Linked DNA regions of Mus musculus: region 1 is linked to region 2. Evidence: chromatin contacts called from public Hi-C data. All regions are on one chromosome and are shown on one strand. The core of a region is the stretch at or near the end of the contact, and the rest is flanking DNA. Distances in the headings are between cores, read along the strand shown. Region 1 has its middle 20 kb from the start of Cenpe. Region 2 holds the start of Tet2 (tet methylcytosine dioxygenase 2).

Region 1 (3,204 bases), core at 245-2,744, 1.6 Mb after region 2:
GTTAGTTCATAATGTTGTTCCACCTATAGGGTTGCAGATCCCTTTAGCGCCTTGGTACTTTCTCTAGCTCCTCCACTGGGGGCCCTGTGATCCATCCAATAGCTGACTGTGATCATCCACTTCTGTGTTTGCTAGGCCCCAGCATAGTCTCACAAAAGAGAGCTCTATCTGGGTCCTTTCAGCAAAATCTTGCTAGTGTGTGCAATGGTGTCAGTGTTTGGAAGCTGATTATGGGATGGATCCCCGGATATGGCAGTCTCTAGATGGTCCAAAGTTCCTGAATAGAACAGCAATGGCTTGTGCAGTAAGATCGAGAATCGATAAATGGGACCTCATAAAGTTGCAAAGCTTCTGCAAAGCATAAGACACCGTCAACAAGACAAAAAGACCACCAACAGATTGGGAAAGGATCTTTACCTATCCTAAATCAGATAGGGGACTAATACCCAATATATATAAAGAACTCAAGAAGGTGGGCTCCAGAAAATCAAATAACCCCATTAAAAATGGGGCTCAGAGCTGAACAAAGAATTCTCACCTGAGGAATACCAAATGGCAGAGAAGCACCTGAAAAAATGTTCAACATCCTTAATCATCAGGGAAATGCAAATCAAAACAACCCTGAGATTCCACCTCACACCAGTCAGAATGGCTAAGATCAAAAATTCAGGTGACAGCAGATGCTGGCAAGGATGTGGAGAAAGAGGAACACTCCTCCATTGTTGGTGGGATTGCAAGCTTGTACAACCACTCTGAAAATCAGTCTGGGGGTTCCTCAGAAAATTGGACATGGTAATACCAGAGGATCCTGCAATACCTCTCCTGGGCATATATGCAGAAGATGTCCCAACCAGTAAGAAGGACACATGCTCCACTATGTTCATAGCAGCCTTATTTATAATAGCCAGAAGCTGGAAAGAACCGAGATGCCCCTCAACAGAGGAATGGATACAGAAAATGTGGTACATTTACACAATGGAGTACTACTCAGCTACTAAAAAGAATGAATTTATGAAATTCCTAGGCAAATGGATGGACCTGGAGGGCATCATCCTGAGTGAGGTAACCCAATCACAAAGGAACTCACACAATATGAACTCACTGATAAGTGGATATTAGCCCAGAAACTTAGGATACCCAAGATATAAGATACAATTTGCTAAAGGCATGAAACTCAAGAAGAACGAAGACCAAAGTGTGGACACTTTGCCCCTTCTTAGAATTGGGAACAAAACACCCATGGAAGGAGTTACAGATACTCTGCTATTCTTGCAGATAGGATCCTGAAAGCTCACGTGTGCAAGTTCTTGCATGCTCCACTAAACATGCCTTTAGCTCCAGCTTACTGACACACACCGCCTCTCACTGCAGCTTGTGGAGTCCCACTCTTGACCATGTCTCTGCCTCACCCCACCTCCACCTTTCTTCAGACATGATTGACTTCACCACATCCTGTGACACCACAGACTCTATGTGCCAGACATCCCACAAATGGTTTCATTTCCCAGTTGTGCCCAAATCTCTTATTTACATTAGTAAAGTGTCCGCAGACTACATAGCTGAGTAGACCAACTGAAAATAAACAACACGCCCACTGTTGTGTTTCACTTCTCCAAGCTCACAGAGATCATCTCCACCTCGTCGTTTTCACGTGCTATGACTTCCTGTAATAATTTTACCAAATGAACATATCCCTTCATCAGTAGGATAATAAACCATGAGCCTTAAATTTCTGCTGCTGCTGTTGTTGATACCTGCATTTTTTTTCCTAAAAGAATGTTGTCTTGTCAACAGTGCCACCTCCCAATCAGCTCTGCCTTCTATTTCTTCTTCCATTTTTTACACCCACAGCTAAAAAGACTTGATTAGCTTGTGGGGCTAATTAAACTCCTTTTGGGTAACAGGTGGTTCAACAGCTGTTGACATTTAATGAATCATTTGTTCTCATTCCAGACCATTTTGTGTATTCTTATTAAATGCTAAGAAAAAGGATGAGGGGAAATCCAGAAGAAAAACACTGCATGAAATTGTTCTTCAAAGGACTTTTTATCCTATGGATAATGAAACTAGTAGTGTATGCAGAAGCGTAAAATTCTACTATTTAAAGAGCTTAACAAGATAGGCGTAGAGACACACAAGTTATTGATAGAAACTGTAAACGGATTTTCTAAATTGCTAAGATTTATGAGCCAAATACAGTCTGCCACCTATCTTTACACGGCCCAGAAACTAATAACTGTTGTTTACATTGTCAAATACTGCAAAAGAAAGCAAAAGGACAATAATATTGTGCAATACATAAAAATAATAGACAATTCAAGTCTTGTTTTACTCAAGTTTTATTGGGACAGTGTCAAGACTATTCATTTGTCTATAGTTCTTTCTGGACTTTAAGACCAGTCTGGTATAGCTGCAAGAGGGATTATCTGGCCCTCTGTAGTGGCTATTCCTGGTTGTCAACTTGACTATATTTGGAATGAACTACAATCCAGAATTGGAAGGCTCACCAGTGACCCTTATCTGGAGGCTTGGAGATCCTTATCTGGATCTTGGTTTGGAGATCTTGAGCCATAGTGGCTATGGATTCCAGAAGATTGAATCTCCGAGTTTAAGGAACACACCTTTAATCTGGGCTACACCTTTCATCTGGGATTAAAGGTGTGGCGGAACACACCTTTAATCTGGGCGACACCTTCTGCTGGAGACAATATAAGGACATTGGAAGAAGGGAGTCTAGCTCTAGCTCTTGCTCCTTCGCCTGCTTGCTGCGTGAGACTGAGTAACTGCTAGATCCTTGGACTTCCATTCACAGCTGCGACTGAACAATTGTTGGGAATTGGGCTGCCGACTGTAAGTCATCAATAAATTCCTTTACTATCTAGAGACTATCCATAAGTTCTGTGACTCTAGAGAACCCTGACTAATACACCCTCCAAGCCTAGATCATGGTCATGTGCTACAAGTCCACAAGCCTGTCATCCCAGCTCTTGGGAGGATGAGGTAGCAAGACCAAGAGTCTAGACCAAAGTAGGCTATGTGACAACGCAAGACTCAGCCCCAAAAAATAAACCAAGTAAATAATCAATTAAAAAAGGATATCTAAGCCAGTTATTATACAATCTTTAAAGTAATAGAAAGAGTGAAAAACAGTTTAATCATCAAATAGATGCTAAGTATTTCCATCTGAAAGCAGCAGCAACAGCA
Region 2 (2,785 bases), core at 43-2,542:
AGTCAAGCTCTGAGTGAAGAGTGAGGAGGGGTGTTTGTGAACGACCAAATAAAAGAGTGAGTGCCAGAGTGAAGGAAATTTGGGATGGGACTTGTTAGAGATCTTCTCTGGGATTGGGTTTCATTTCTTCGGGCGCCCCTGACCTTGCCTTCTCCAACTCCAAACGCTTCGCCCGCCCCCTCCCCCGGCCTGCGCCTGCCTTTGTGTGTGCCTGTCACTTAAGGGGAACAGAACGAGCTGATTCGGGGGCAGCACAAAGCCAACACACAGATTTGCACAGATTCTCTTACACACATTTCCCAAACTGGAAGGCACAGCCCACTCTGAGCTTGTGAACCTTGAGAAAAGTGGGTTCTGGTCTTGTTTCAGGGAGCAGAGAAACTATTCTTTCCCCTCTCACTTAGCGCCAATAACAAAACGCGAGGACTCAAGAGAAAAAAAGAAAGAATGGAAAAAAAAAAAAAAGCCCTCCACGTAGTGGATCCTGAATCTACACACTGTGACATCTGTCTAGTGTAGTCCACGAGGGGACAAACGTGTTGGAAGCCAGAGACACAAACCCAGAACAGGACCCAAACAAGCACTACTGGAGATAAAAGAGTCAAACACACCGGGTCAGTGTTCTTTCCGGGGTGTCTGAGGATGAACTAGGGGCTCCCTGGACTTATACTAAGAACAGGGGAGAGGAGGATCAAAAGAGAAAGTGGTGGTCCCCAAAGATGAACTCTTTCAGGAAGGCAGCCCCAAGAAAACACTCACTTTCCTGAGACTAAAAGGCCAGAAGAGCGGCTGGTGGGAGGTACAAAGGTAAGTTTTCTGGGTACAGAGGGGAGACACGCATTAGCAGGAAGAAGGGACCACAGAAGTGCAGGTCGCAGGAGAAGGGGGTGCTGAATTAAAACTATATTTGTCAGCCATGTTGAAGAAGCTCCTGTAATTTGTGAGGCTTCCCTCTTCCCTCTTAGTATTTGTGGGTGACATGACAGTCCCCGCAAGGCCGAGAGAAAGAGAGGGAGATTGGAAAGGGACCATTCCGCAGCCGTCAAGAGCGAGGAAAGAAAGAGAGAGAGAGAGAGACAGGCGCGGACCTCAGCGCTCTGACCTGGTTCTGGTCCCTCAGCCTCGCAGTCCACCGCCGTCGCAGCCGGGTCTCCTTTCTAACAAATCCTACAGGGCAGCCATCTTGCTTCCTTCTGCTCCTCTACGAAAGCAGCCTCGCCTCCGCATCAATATTCATAAGGCAGTTTGACGTCTGTTCTCTAGGCTCGGCGGGGCCGGCTCTCAGGCGGCCGCCGAGGGGGCGGACGTGACTGGCATGCGAGCGGAGCGGGCGCGAGCGCGGGAGCGGGCCGTGCGCTCGCTCCCTCGCGGAGGCGCGGCGGGACCCGGGGCCGTGCGCTCGCTCCCTCGCGGGGACGCGGCGGGACCCGGGGCCGTGTGCTCGCTCCCTCGCGGAGGCGCGGCGGGACCCGGGGCCGTGCGTTCGCTCCCTCGCGGGGACGCGGCGGGACCCGGGGCCGTGCGCTCGCTCCCTCGCGGGGGCGCGGCGAGTCCCGGCTGCGCGCTCACTCCCTCGCGGGGGGCTAGGGGACCTCCTCTGCTCGGCTCCTCCCCGGCCTTTCCTGAGCCCCGGGTGCCGCCGGCCGCACACCCACGCGTGGGCGGCCTCCGCGCCTCTGTCTCCCGCGGGGGCCGCGTAGGCACTTGGAAACTCTGCGCCCTCCTGCGCGCTCCAGGGGCCCCTGGCTCCCCGCGCTCCCGCTGCCAGCACCTCACCAGTCGTCTCCCCACTCGCCCCCACACCCTGCCACCCCCTTCCCTGTCGCCCAGCCAAGCCGCTCCCCATTTCCCCAAAGGCCGTGCCGGGAGAGCTAGAGGGGCCTGGGCGCTAAAGTCTCCACTCTGCAGCAATCCGGCGGCGCCGGGGCTCTCCCCGCCCAGGCCCACCTTCTGTTTACTTTGGCCACGTGGGCCGCGCAGGGGGTGCTGTCTCGCAGAGCCCAGAGGAGCGGTGTCACCGAGCCCCTGCTTGTCACTCGAAAGAATTAAGCCAGCAGTTTCTAATGTTCAAGGCGCCCCCGTAAGTTCCTCTATTTTGCACAAATTTCCACTCCGTACGGTAAAGTAATGAAGAAACCGCCTTGTGGGAAGCTGAATTCCGAACAAGCAGAGAGCGCTCAGTTTTCCCTGAAGTTCAAGGCTTGTGCGCACCAGCTCTTCTGCTGGCACTTCCGTTTTTTAAACTTACATTTTAAATGTTCCTTTTGGTAATTATTAACTTTTGAAGATGAGATCGAGGCAAATTCATAGGAATCATGAGACAGTAGTTTAGGAAATTTGTGCTCACACATCCACCCACCCTCCTCCTGTCTTCAAGTTTTCAGTCACTGAATGTTACGTTTTAATAGGTAATCTGGGAACCTCTTCTGTGGGATCGGTTGCGTTCACAGCAACCTTAAGTCTACTTTAACACTATTATATTGTCTGTAATGCACCCTTTCTTTGTGTGTGTGTGTGGGTGGGTGTTCTTTAGAAATGAGGCCTGGAACCAACTAACTCTCTCTCTAACTCTCTCTCTCTCTCTCTCTCTCTCTCTCTCTCTCTCACACACACACACACACACACACACACACACACCACATAAATTTTGAAAAGAAAGAGCAGACCTGCAATCACAGCATTTAGAAGTCTGAGGCAGTAGGATGTCTGACAGTTTGAATTTAGCTGGGTATTGTAGTTAGATTGTTTCAAGAAGAAAGGAAGGAAAAGAAAGGAGAGAGAGAGA

What was found. A called contact is a pair of places that touch in the nucleus more often than the background predicts.
Region 1: a Hi-C map of B cells shows a contact between it and region 2, with 7 read pairs. The contact joins the enhancer-like site here to the promoter of Tet2 in region 2. A contact is called at or near these places in 5 of 39 promoter capture datasets (the 3T3-L1 cell line, the C10 cell line, liver and 2 more), 2 of 484 Hi-C or Micro-C datasets (B cells and palatal mesenchyme), 2 of 115 datasets of contacts at active chromatin or transcription factors (large pre-B cells and pro-B cells) and 1 of 9 other capture datasets (adipose tissue).

Annotation. Positions count from the first base shown.
Region 1 is chr3:135,190,562-135,193,765 of GRCm38.p6, forward strand. No RefSeq gene overlaps it. Among named protein-coding and RNA genes, the nearest start is that of Cenpe, 20 kb to the right of the region's middle. Within about 2 kb of position 1,495, at least 37 of the 459 cell types and tissues checked have an H3K27ac peak or open chromatin away from gene starts, as enhancers often do. A contact at or near this core is called in B cells, where this site is marked.
Region 2 is chr3:133,543,098-133,545,882 of GRCm38.p6, forward strand. Tet2 (tet methylcytosine dioxygenase 2) reads right to left here and starts at 1,293. Exons shown (of 11, transcript NM_001040400.2): 1 at 1,103-1,293.